Regions from separate parts of the Sus scrofa genome. Here region 1 is linked to region 2. The links are chromatin contacts, called in public Hi-C maps. All regions are on one chromosome and are shown on one strand. The core of a region is the stretch at or near the end of the contact, and the rest is flanking DNA. Distances in the headings are between cores, read along the strand shown.

The links. Hi-C and Micro-C count contacts between places; a contact is called where the count stands out from the background.
Region 1: a Hi-C map of retroperitoneal adipose tissue shows a contact between it and region 2, with 2.4 times the contacts expected there. The contact joins two enhancer-like sites. A contact is called at or near these places in 6 of 47 Hi-C or Micro-C datasets (alveolar macrophages, mesenteric adipose tissue, omental adipose tissue and 3 more) and 1 of 2 datasets of contacts at active chromatin or transcription factors (skeletal muscle).

What each region holds. Positions count from the first base shown.
Region 1 is chr10:61,052,909-61,058,715 of Sscrofa11.1, reverse strand. It overlaps the pseudogene LOC100514677. Among named protein-coding and RNA genes, the nearest start is that of CELF2, 190 kb to the right of the region's middle. Within about 2 kb of position 2,710, at least 18 of the 83 cell types and tissues checked have an H3K27ac peak or open chromatin away from gene starts, as enhancers often do. A contact at or near this core is called in retroperitoneal adipose tissue and skeletal muscle, where this site is marked.
Region 2 is chr10:60,856,507-60,861,706 of Sscrofa11.1, reverse strand. All of the region lies in intron 1 of CELF2 (CUGBP Elav-like family member 2), which reads left to right. Among named protein-coding and RNA genes, the nearest start is that of CELF2, 8.5 kb to the left of the region's middle. Within about 2 kb of position 2,031, at least 13 of the 83 cell types and tissues checked have an H3K27ac peak or open chromatin away from gene starts, as enhancers often do. A contact at or near this core is called in retroperitoneal adipose tissue and skeletal muscle, where this site is marked.

The DNA of each region.
Region 1 (5,807 bases), core at 1,461-3,960, 200 kb before region 2:
CAAGCTGGAGATGTTGATTGGATTGTATCACATTTCCTCTGATATGTTAAGATCTGCAACATCCTTAGACAACTGGGGAAGGTTCTTTCCCGAGATGACTTTCTATGAGTTAATGGTTTTGAAATTTTGATTGATTATTACTAAATAGATAGATGGGTAGATAGGTAGGTAAGTACATAGCTACAAAGATAGATAAATATATACTTTTTAAGTCCTTAATCATTTTACGGAATCTGGATTCCTTGCCAGAAGTTAATCCAAGAGAATTGCTCTGCCAACAAGCTTTGGAATGTAAAGTATGAGGATTTCTTCTGGGTATCTTTCTAAGGAAAGCTTTTGTTTTGTTTTTAAACATTTTTTATTTTAAAAAATTAGTCTATTTTCAGCCATGTCCACAGCATGCAGAACTTCCCAGGCCAGGGATCAACCCTTGCCATAGCAGTGACCCAAGCCACAGCAGTGACAATGCCAAATCCTTAACCTGCTAGACTCCCAGGAAACTCTCCTAAGGAAAGCTTTTAATTTTTTTATTTTTTATTATTTTTTATTATTTTTATTTTTATTTTTTGTCTTTTTGCTATTTCTTTGGGCCGCTCCCACGGCATATGGAGGTTCCCAGGCTAGGGGTCGAATCGGAGGAGCTGTAGCCACCGGCCTATGCCAGAGCCACAGCAACGCGGGATCCGAGCCGCATCTGCAACCTACACCACAGCTCACAGCAACGCCGGATCGTTAACCCACTGAGCAAGGGCAGGGATCGAACCCTCGACCTCATGGTTCCTAGTCGGATTCGCTAACCACTGCGCCACGAAAGGAACTCCCAGGAAAGCTTTTTAAATGTACCTCTGCATCTAGGCCTTCAGGCAGCCAACATCCCCAAAGATAAGGAGCAGGGGATTGGCACCCAGGTAAAGGGCACACAGGGACCCTGGCAGAGCTGAAATGGTTGACTGTTGATCCTGCAGTGGTTGATGTCTGTGGGTGTGAGGCGTGTGTTCTAAGGGAGTTCCCCAGCATTTTCAACAGTTGGTTAATCTTTGGAATGGATGTAACATCGTTTTTAACATACAAATGCATTGTCTAAAATCCAGCAGGAACAGCCTATGATCTGTTGGCCAAGTTCTGTTTCTCCCCACTGTCATTTATTTGGTATTCCATCTTATTTACTTCTTTGTCTGCATAGCATCAATATAGAAAGATGATTGAACTAAAGCCAGTCGAGGGTCAAGATACAGAAATTTCTGTTGAAAAGTTTTTTAAGACCCCTTTCTTAACCATGCATGGGTGGTATACAGTAATAAAAGTCTCTCCACTCGGATCCATGGAAGCAATTGTTTAGCCTAGGCTTGTGAAAAGATTTCCAAAGGCAGTACAAATTGTGGGCTGTTAAATGCCATGGATTTAAAAAAAAAAAAAAATGCAGGTTCAACAGGAAGATATTGTAGAATTACAGTAATAATACAAACAGTATTTATAGCAGATTGTTGGGATCTGAGTTACAATGTAATCATAGCTATTTTATACCAATAGTCTTTACTTCAATGTCAGTCTGTTTCCTGAAAGCTTAAAATATGTACATGACATAGTTCATATAATATGTCACTCCACAGTGAGGCCAAGATTGACTCCTCATTTTATGCTATTCTTCCTTGGGTCCTTGAAGGATTTGTTTTTTTAATTTAATAGGTTACAATCCACTCCCTTCTTTTTACAGAACTTCCCACTCCCGATGCCCTGTGGGAAGAACTAAGGGAAGAAAATAAAAGGACTGTGGGAGAGAAGTCAGTGGAAAACAAGCCCTCTAAACTCAAGAGGCTTTTTTTCTTTTCATTTTTTTTTCTTTTACATAGAGAATATTCAAGTAAAGAAAGTAAGAGATTTATAATTCCCATAATTTGACTAGAAAGAGCACACAAGTACATACTTCCTGTGTGTTAGTCATTTGGAGTTGCCTAGCTGCAAAACACAAATATATTGCAAAACTATTTTTTTCATTGCAATCGTCCACATCTGTCAACGAATCTACTCCCTTAATTTGTTTTTCAGTGTGTTAAAAACAATAGACGTCACCATATCACATTCCAAATTTCTGATTACTCCAGTCTTGTTCAACTCAATGTTTGATCCCCAGTCTCGCGTAAATGATGGGCTTGTCGAGGTCACATGAGAAAGAATGGCCCAAAGTAAAAGTGCTGGAAATGGGCAGTGATGTCCTAGGAGAACTTTTTTTTTTTTCCCCTGAAGCCAACAGAACAAAGAAAGAAATGTCACTCTATGCTGAGATGAATTAAATTCCCAATTGCAAATTTCAAGTATGTTAGCATTATTCTAGAACACATTGCTCCAGTGTTGACTTCTGATGCTGTAATAAGTATTTGGAGATACTTGAATAGGATCCCAGATTCCCTGGTGTTTACCTCCTCAGGGTTGGTTAAGGGTCATGGCTAACACAAAGGGGAGCAAAGGTGCTTCTGGAACAGAGTTCACAGAGCCACTTCTGTCTTCTCTGTGCCATGTGACTGATGTGCACCAGCTCTCTTACAAAGACCCTCTGCCCAAAGAAGGGATGCAATCAATCCTTAAGGGAAGTGTTGAAAGAGAATAAGGATGCAATAAGCTCAGCTTTCTTGGATGTTTCCTGTCCCCTGGGTAGGGATATTGGACAACTGTTGATTCCACCATGTACAAGGTGACTCCCTGTTACACTTGAAGCCTGACATCCACCTGGGCAACCTGTCCTGTATCAGTCACCCCGAGAAAAACTAGCATGGCGCCTGGCACCTGGTGGGTATTTAATGAGTATTTGCTGAGCAAACTACACTTGGGGAAACTTTTACGAATGGGTGCTAAGGATTTGAATGTCCTTGGCGCCTCTTTCTTGTAAGACCCAGTCATGAAGACGAGTGGGATCACCCATAGCACAAGAATCACTTTAGAAATAAGAAAGTAGTCAGTGTTCTTCTTCTGCAGTTTTACCTTGGGCCTCAACTTCTTGCACACTCCATTCTATCAGTAGAACAAAGGAGTCACCCTTTCTAGGAGTGATTGTAGCTTGGTGATAGGCAGGCCGATGAATCAGTTCAACAAAACATTCATGACCAATGAGTTGACTAAACAGCTCGTGATTCAGGGTCAAGGACCAAAGCCAATTTCAGATGATCTCCCTAGTTTCCTTCATTATCCTCTCAAAGTTATTTCTCTCTTCCCTTACGGCTTGGTTTTAAAGTGGAAATACCCATAAATAAATCGCCTCTGAAAACATGCATTCATAGCACATAGGGAAGAGAAGGTGAAATTGAAATCTAGCCTGTCACTAAATCAGTAAAGAATGAGATGCCCCCGTTATAAAAACTTGCTTTTTCAACTATCTAGGAATCACCCCAGGACACCGTTTTGGAGTTTTCCCTGCCAAGTGATTCACCTGGCAGTTTTTGAGGGCTTTGAGGCTGATACACTCACAGAAGGGCATCCGTAGATATTTTTTAATGTGAGTTCTGGGAGGCAAACATTTCAGCGAAGAGAAAAAAAATGAAAGCACCTCTTACCCTTCCTGCTTTTGAGGGTCTGTTCCATGCATAAAACTTTTGTTTGTTTAGAGAAGGGTTTGTCTTCTCTCCAAAGAGCATCATGTCTTTTCAGAATTATGGCACGTGACCCATTCTAATCAACCTGGTTAATGTAAATGAAGCAATAGCAGACACAACTCAAAACCACAAATAATTTCAAAGGGCATTCGTGCTTGGTTTTGGAATGTACATGGTATTTTTCCTTACTGATTGTGTTCATTAGACTGATGTTCAATTTGAACTCCTTTCCCCTAGCACACAGCAACTGACAGTATAAAGAAGCTGCCAAGATATCTCCTAGGGCCAGGATGAGGCCAAACCAAAAGGAAGAACTTGCTGTAAATAAGCTACAAAGTGGGCAATTAGAAGCAGGCAGCATTAGCTCATTTATTTTCATGCTGTCCCTAGAAACTAGATAGGGATGTAATCAAGGATTTTGAATCAAGAAAATCCAGAGAAATACGGGAACAAAGCTGTATTAGAAAGAGTGAGAGGTGGGTTGGGTTGTACAAGATCTCCTGGCAAATGCCGTGCCCATACCAGGCCAAGTATATTACCTGATTATAATTCTTACAACAACACGAAGTTATTATCCTCCTTTTACAGAGGATTCCAAGAATCCAAGAGGTTAATGTGCCAAGCACATACAGCTAGGGAGTGGCAGGGCTGGGAGTTATACCCAATTTTTTATTCAACCTTAAAGCCTTTCTTCCTCTTTCCAGAAGAACCAGGAAGCTCACTAGACATCTCAGATGTCACATGTAAGATAAAAATTTAGTTTTATGTGGAATATAATAAAATTATAGAATTCACTAGCAGCACAAGAGGAAACCAGATATATTTATGGTACAGATTCCTAATATAGGCAGACTGTTCAGGATGCTTTTATCCTGCTGCCTTTCTAGAAGCCTTGTCTCACTGATTAGCCAATATGTCTGCCCAGACTTGACAACTTAGAATCCTCTCTCATCTCCACTGTATCAAATCAATAACAACATTCTGTCTGTTATCTTCTTTTTCCATTTTTTGCTTCCCTTCTTTCCTTTTTTCCCCACTTTTATAGGAGGCTGGAGTATAAGTCAGGGGCGTGATGCCCAGACTATTGCACTCTGCTCCTCTCTTTGATTTGCATCTTGAAACCACCTATACCTTGTGACAAGGTTCATTTTTGAGTCCTTACCATGCCTCAGGCCTTGAACTTGTAGGAAAACCAGTTATAGCTCGATCCTTTTGGAGCTTATGATCTAGTGGTGGGGTGGGAAATAGACAAAGGCATGCAAACAAGTTCATAATTATAAGACCCTAGAGCTTTAAAGGACGTAAATAGGGTGCTGGGATAGAGAACAGGGAGGAACCTACTTAAATAAGGTGGCCTGGGAAGACCTCTCCTAAGAGGTGATATTTAAGCTGAGATGGAGCTGGTCTTGCAAAGGTCACGAGTGAGATTGCCAAGAAAGGCAACAACAGGTGAAAAGTCCCAGGACAGAAATGAACTTGTCTGGCTGCAACGTGATATGAGGTAGAACAAGTGAGCATGGGTCCAGTCCTACAAGGCCTTCTACTTCATATCAAAGAGTTTGTGTTTGGTTCCACATGAGATGGAGGCCCTTGACAATAAGGATTGTCGTATGATGAGATTTATATTTTAGGTTATGAAAGGAAGCAGGTGTGATTGAAGTGTAAAGAGAAAGCGAAAATGTGAAGCAAGGTGAAGCCAGAGGTGGAGATGGGGCAAGACCATTGCAAAGTGCATTAAATGTGGGGGCTTTATACAAGAGCCGCAGGAAGTCACAGAAGTATTTTAAATAGAAGGTGACTTGACAGGATTTGCTGTGGCAGAGAAAAAGGACTGAGGGAGACAAGAGAGGAAGTAGAAAGACCAGTAAGAAGCCTGCTTCAGGGATTCATGCAAGAGAGAACAATGGCATAGACTGGGGCAGTGGAGAAAAAGGGACACATTTAAGGTCATTAACTTTTTTACATGTACTTGTTTTTAATATTTTTTCTTTGGTAGTCAGAGCACTTATTTACTCTCTTAGCAATTTTTTTTTCAGCTTTGTAGAGATATGATTGTCATGTAACCTCGTGCAAGTGTAAGGTGTACCATGGGTTGATTTGATATACTTATGTACTGCAAAATGATTATCGCTGTAGCTGGCTCACACCTGCATCACATCATGCAATTACCATTTCTTTTTGTAGTGAGAACGTGTAAGATCTTCCCTCAGTAACTTTCAGACG
Region 2 (5,200 bases), core at 782-3,281:
GTGTCGTCTGGTTTTGTACTGAGTAGGTGGTGCAGTGAAAAAGGGAAAAAACCACACTTCTTTTTGCTTCTAACAACTCCCACTTGGATCCATCTTGGTTTCCTTTATAGTCCATGAGGTCTTTGAATCAAAGCACCTGTGCTTCACTTTTCTCAGCTTCTATCTGTATAATGGGAACAGATTTGGAAGGGAGAATAGACAAATTTGAAGCATGATGAAACCGAAATGTGAGTTTTTATCTGCATAAGGGGTCAAGGTTTGTCATACTGTAATCAGAACCAACCAAGCAACACATACACTATACAGGACATAGTCTCAGTTGTTAAGAAGCTGCATGAAACAGAGAGGGAACAGAATGGCTAAGACAGTATCAAGTGGTGTATAATACAGGGGCGGGGCTTGAAGGATGGGTGAGGGAGCGGGAGAGGAACGTGGTCGTTAGAACAGCCTGGTTTTGTCTTTGCTATTAAAGCAAATTTGCACAACATCCTTAAGTGGTTCCCTTTCTTCCTCGGACTATCAGGTCGCTCACATCGCTGCTTCTCCCTCACTTGGCGGTATTCCTGTGAACGAGTGCAAGTGTAGCCAGTAGCCTGTACCAGAGAGTATTGAGAGGCTAAGCGATTGGTAACAAAGGTTTACCCTCAGCTGCAGAGATGAGACAAGATAATGCATTTCCACTTAGCTTGTGTAGATAGCTACACCAGTGTTCAGGAAGAATTTTTCCCCCCTAAGGGATTTCATGGGAATTAGCATCAAAAGCCAAGTTAAAGAAAAATCAGCTGGGATTTTCAAAAACCTCTATCATGGGCTAAAAATAGTTAAGAGATTTGAACCATATTATAGGGGAAAAAAAATTTCCTGTGCTCAAAACCTTAATGTATTTTCAACCTACGTGTCACTTAATAGCTTGGTTATGTAATTGCTGTAGTAATAATTAGGTTAACTAACACAGGGCACCTCTTATCTGTGGGATCACGGTAGATTTTGATTTTGTAGCCATCTACCAGGAAATGATGGCCTGGCACATGACAAAGGTCTAGCTGACGAATCCGAAAATTAAATGACATGGTCCCAGTGTCAGGCTGTTCTGATGGAATCACAGGCAGAATCCAGCACGTCTGGTTCTTAAATCTTCATCATCCTTTTCACTCCTCTGGCAAAAGCAGCATTTGCCTTAAAGAGTCTGATCATCTGCAGGTACCATTATCAGATGACTTCTGATCCTTGGAAGGGAAAGCTCTTTGTTGGGGGGGGGGGTGTCCTGAGATCATTGTGGGTAAAGCAGATTCACGTGTTTTGTTTTACAGGCATCCGAGCGTTTGCTCTCATTAAGGGTTCCTCTTCTACAAGATGTATTTGTTCAGAAAAAGGAGGAACATTCAAGCCAGTGGGGTTCTCAAGTCCAGATTTTGATTCTCACCAAGAGGGGTCTCAGGCACCACCTCCCCCCGCAAGGCTTAAAACTCCCTTTCTCTTCCACCCCCACCTGTTGCTGCTTTCTGTCTGGACCTAATGTTATGCCAACGGCTGTGGCCACCCAGCTGTTACCACTCAGCTGTTGGGGTTTGTCAGGCAGTAGTTTCTCCTTTTCAAATTTACAGCACGTGGCAGTAAGATGAGACCCTCTGGCCAGTTGGGGACAACAGGATAGGGGGTGGGGGTGTCTTAGGGCACATTCCCAGGGAACTGAAAACCCCATTCGGATAGGTATGCATTTTGTTCCCGCCGCCAGGCTGGCACCAGACAAGGGGACCTGATACAGCTGGACAAATCTCGGCATCTTCAAGGGGCCACGGGGACCTTCCCTGAGAGGTGTTTTTTGGTTTGTTTTTTTTCTGAGTGCCTTCGTGTACACATCACCAGGCCAGCTTTTTTTTTTTTTTTTTCCTCCTTCCACCCTTTCTTTAGTCTTCTCCTTCCCAATTTTCATACCTTATTGATTCATTTCATGGGACAGAGTCTTCCCTCCCCCTCTCCCACCCCCGGAAGGACTCGCCCAGAGGCAGCTGTTCCCAGTGGGGACACCAGCCCTTGGTCAAGGCAAACTTGAGTTCCCTGACAGATGAGCCACCAGCTACCTCTCCACTCATGTGGGCACCTGCCTCCGCAGACACGCAGCTGTGGAGGAAAGCTTCTGGCATTGTCTGGCTTCCGTTTGAGAGAGAAAGAGGGAGCGAGAGAGAGAAGGCCGAGTGAGGGACAGTCAGGAAGGTGGCAGCGGTGTCATGGAGAAAGGAAGCAAAGGCAAAGCCAAGTCCGAGAGGGAAGCCATGAGCTGGTTGGGCTCTGGGTCCGACAGGCCCACACTTTTAACATTTCATCCCCTTGGGATGGAAGCTTCTGGAAACTCTAGAGGGGCGCCTCCTTTCCGAGCTCGAAGGTATGTATGCAAAGAACCCATCTTCCCTTAGAGGGTCTCTTCAGAAGGAAGAGAAATTCACCATCTTTGCCTTTTTGCGCTATTGAAAATAAATTCAGAAAAACCCAAGATTGAAAAAAAAAAAAAAAGCCAGTTAGCAGCTGTTCTGGGGTTGGGGTGGAGAGAGCGATGGCTGAAAATGCCTGTAAAAATGGGAAATAGGAGTTTAATAATGGCGATTTCATTTTGATGGGCGTGTGATTTTACTCAAGTCGCTTTAGGAATGTGATGACGTCACCATTCCAGAAGCTTTCCAAAAAGTGGGAGGACGGGGAGCAGAATACAATCATTTTAAATTTAGGATTGGTGATGGAAGCATTTTCTCAGGGATCTCTTTGCAGAGATGAGAAAATGTATCTTTATCATGTATCACTTAAGGGTTTGTTTTTTTTTTTTTTAAGCACAGAAAAAGGCACTGTTGTTTATTTTTGCAAGTTGCTAATGAAACTGGGGTAAGCCAAGAACAAACACATGGCCACAAAGTCAGATGCTCACCCAGGTACTTAAAATTCATGTGGATTTTCAGTTCCCGTGGATTTCAAATTTATTGGCTGGAAGTGATGCGAAACTCCCCTCCAGGGCCTGTCTTGCTCCACATGGCCCTCCGCGCATTGTTTTTGTTTTGTTTTGTTTTCACCGTGACAGCTATATTGATAAAATTTGAATTTGAAAATGTGATGGGGAGAGATGGGGGGAAAAGCGCTTTTGTGAAGGTGGCCGTGGAGGGTGGAAGTGTCCCTGGCACACCTGTAGTCGCCTGGCCCCAGCCTGCTGCTTCTAGAGATTGTGCCCCGTGACATGATGCCTAGGAATGATTTAGAAAATGGAAATGTGTCCTCAAACACACAGAGTTGTCTGCAGGAGAAGAAGACGAACTGTTTGCATATAAACATCTGCCGGAACAGAGCAGGCCCCTGTCTCTAAGTTCTGGTCTAAACTTGTGCAAAAATGTTGAAAGATCTGCAGTCAGGGTCCTGTGTGCTGGTTCACTGATGAGGAGGGAGATGGGAATAGGATTTCTCCCGTTGGAGCAGTGTGTGCACTCCCTGTATCAGTGCATTTCTGAGCGCTCTGCTTCTCTCGAGAGGTTTGTTCTGTTTTGTTTTGCTTTTTTTAAAACTGCCAGGGATAATTCAGTGCTCCGGCAGTGACCACTGGCGGAAACTCCGTTTGCGAGGAGACGGGAGGGGGGCAGGGGTGCTAAAGCAGCTCAGGGCACCCCATTGCCTCGGAAGGCCTCGTATAAAATGAGGTCATTCAGAAACTTTCCCTTGAAGTGCTTCCAATTCTTGAATGGCCTTTTGTTTGGGAAATGAATAGCAAGTTGATTAAAAAAAAAAAAAAGAAATAGACAATTAGCGAAGGTGGAGGATGGGCATAGGGAAGCCCTTAAGGGTTTTTACACCGACGCTAAAATGGTGAGAAACCTGCCTTCTTCCCAGCAGCCCAGGTCCCCAGTGATGTCAGCACAGGGAGGTGTTCCCCCCAGGTCAGGCCCAGGAGGGGCTGCCCGATGGCCTCCTCCCATCTCATTGCTGGTGAGAAGATCCTGGGCTGTAAAATAGCTTCCTTGAACCCAGCAGCCGCCCAGCGGAGCTGTCTGCAAAATAACTCCAACTGCCAAAACCTGATACCTGATGGCTTGTTATGGCATGAAAATTAAAAAAGGGGGCCCCGTGGAGTTGTTGTAGATGTTTTTTGCTTTTTTTTTTTTTCCTTCTGCCAGAGCAGTCAAATGAGAAATTTAAGCTTTTCATCAGGTGGCATTTGGTTGGTTGGTTTTGTTTTGTTTTTGTTTTGAAGCTCAAGAGCTTTTGACATTTGTATTTTTGAAAACGGCTATTGTGGAGGTGCTGTGATCATGGAAACAAAACCCTGTGGGGGTGTGTGTGTGTGTGTGGTGTGGTTTGTGTCTCTCTGGCACCTACATCCAGGGCCCATGTGATCATTCTATTATTTATGTATTTGGGAGCCAAACTATTTAAGCTCAGCTGCAGCACGGGCTACAAGCTCTCCTTGGTTCTCGCCTGTCAGTGTATTTCATTCAAGAGTGAGTTTTCTTTTATATCTGCCCCCAATTTTGCTTCTAACTTTAAATGGCAAAAGCAAATGTGCAGTGAAAACTCTGGGACACTGTGGTCGTTAAATAAGGCAATAACCTATGCACTTGTCATTCTTCCTCTATGACCTACTTTCATACTGCTTTACCCTCCTCATGGTATGATTAAGAGCTGCCTTGAAGCCACCATTGCCTCAAGGGATTTGAGCCCCGAATTTAACAAACTGCTGAGAAGGCTTAAGTCAGTAAGAGGGCTTCCCTACAGCGTCTCCCAACGAATTCACATGCAATTAAAAAGAAAATAAATATTTCAGAAGTGTACGCGTTAATGAGGCTTTTTTGACCTCATAGCACGCACATGGACCTGGAGCCTCGTTCCATATCAGATTTGAAAATATTTTTCTTTTTGATTCCTGCTATTGTGTTTTGCTCCTCTTCTGGAGGCCGGTTCTGTTCATTTGCTCTGAAAAGAATTTTCTTATGGGATCAGCTCCCTGTCTACATTTGGGATTTATATAAATAATTTCTAGAAAATCAAGAACTGCCAAGGTTTGTCTCATTTATCTGGCTAATTACTTCGTTAAGGTTATTGAAAGACCAATAAAATCCTTATAATTTCAAAGGCAGCCTGCAGTGGCTAGGGTATGGAAAAAACTGTAGCTTAGAATTATTAGGAAAAGTTGGGGCATTTGGGGCATAAGAATTCATTTTACTGCGTC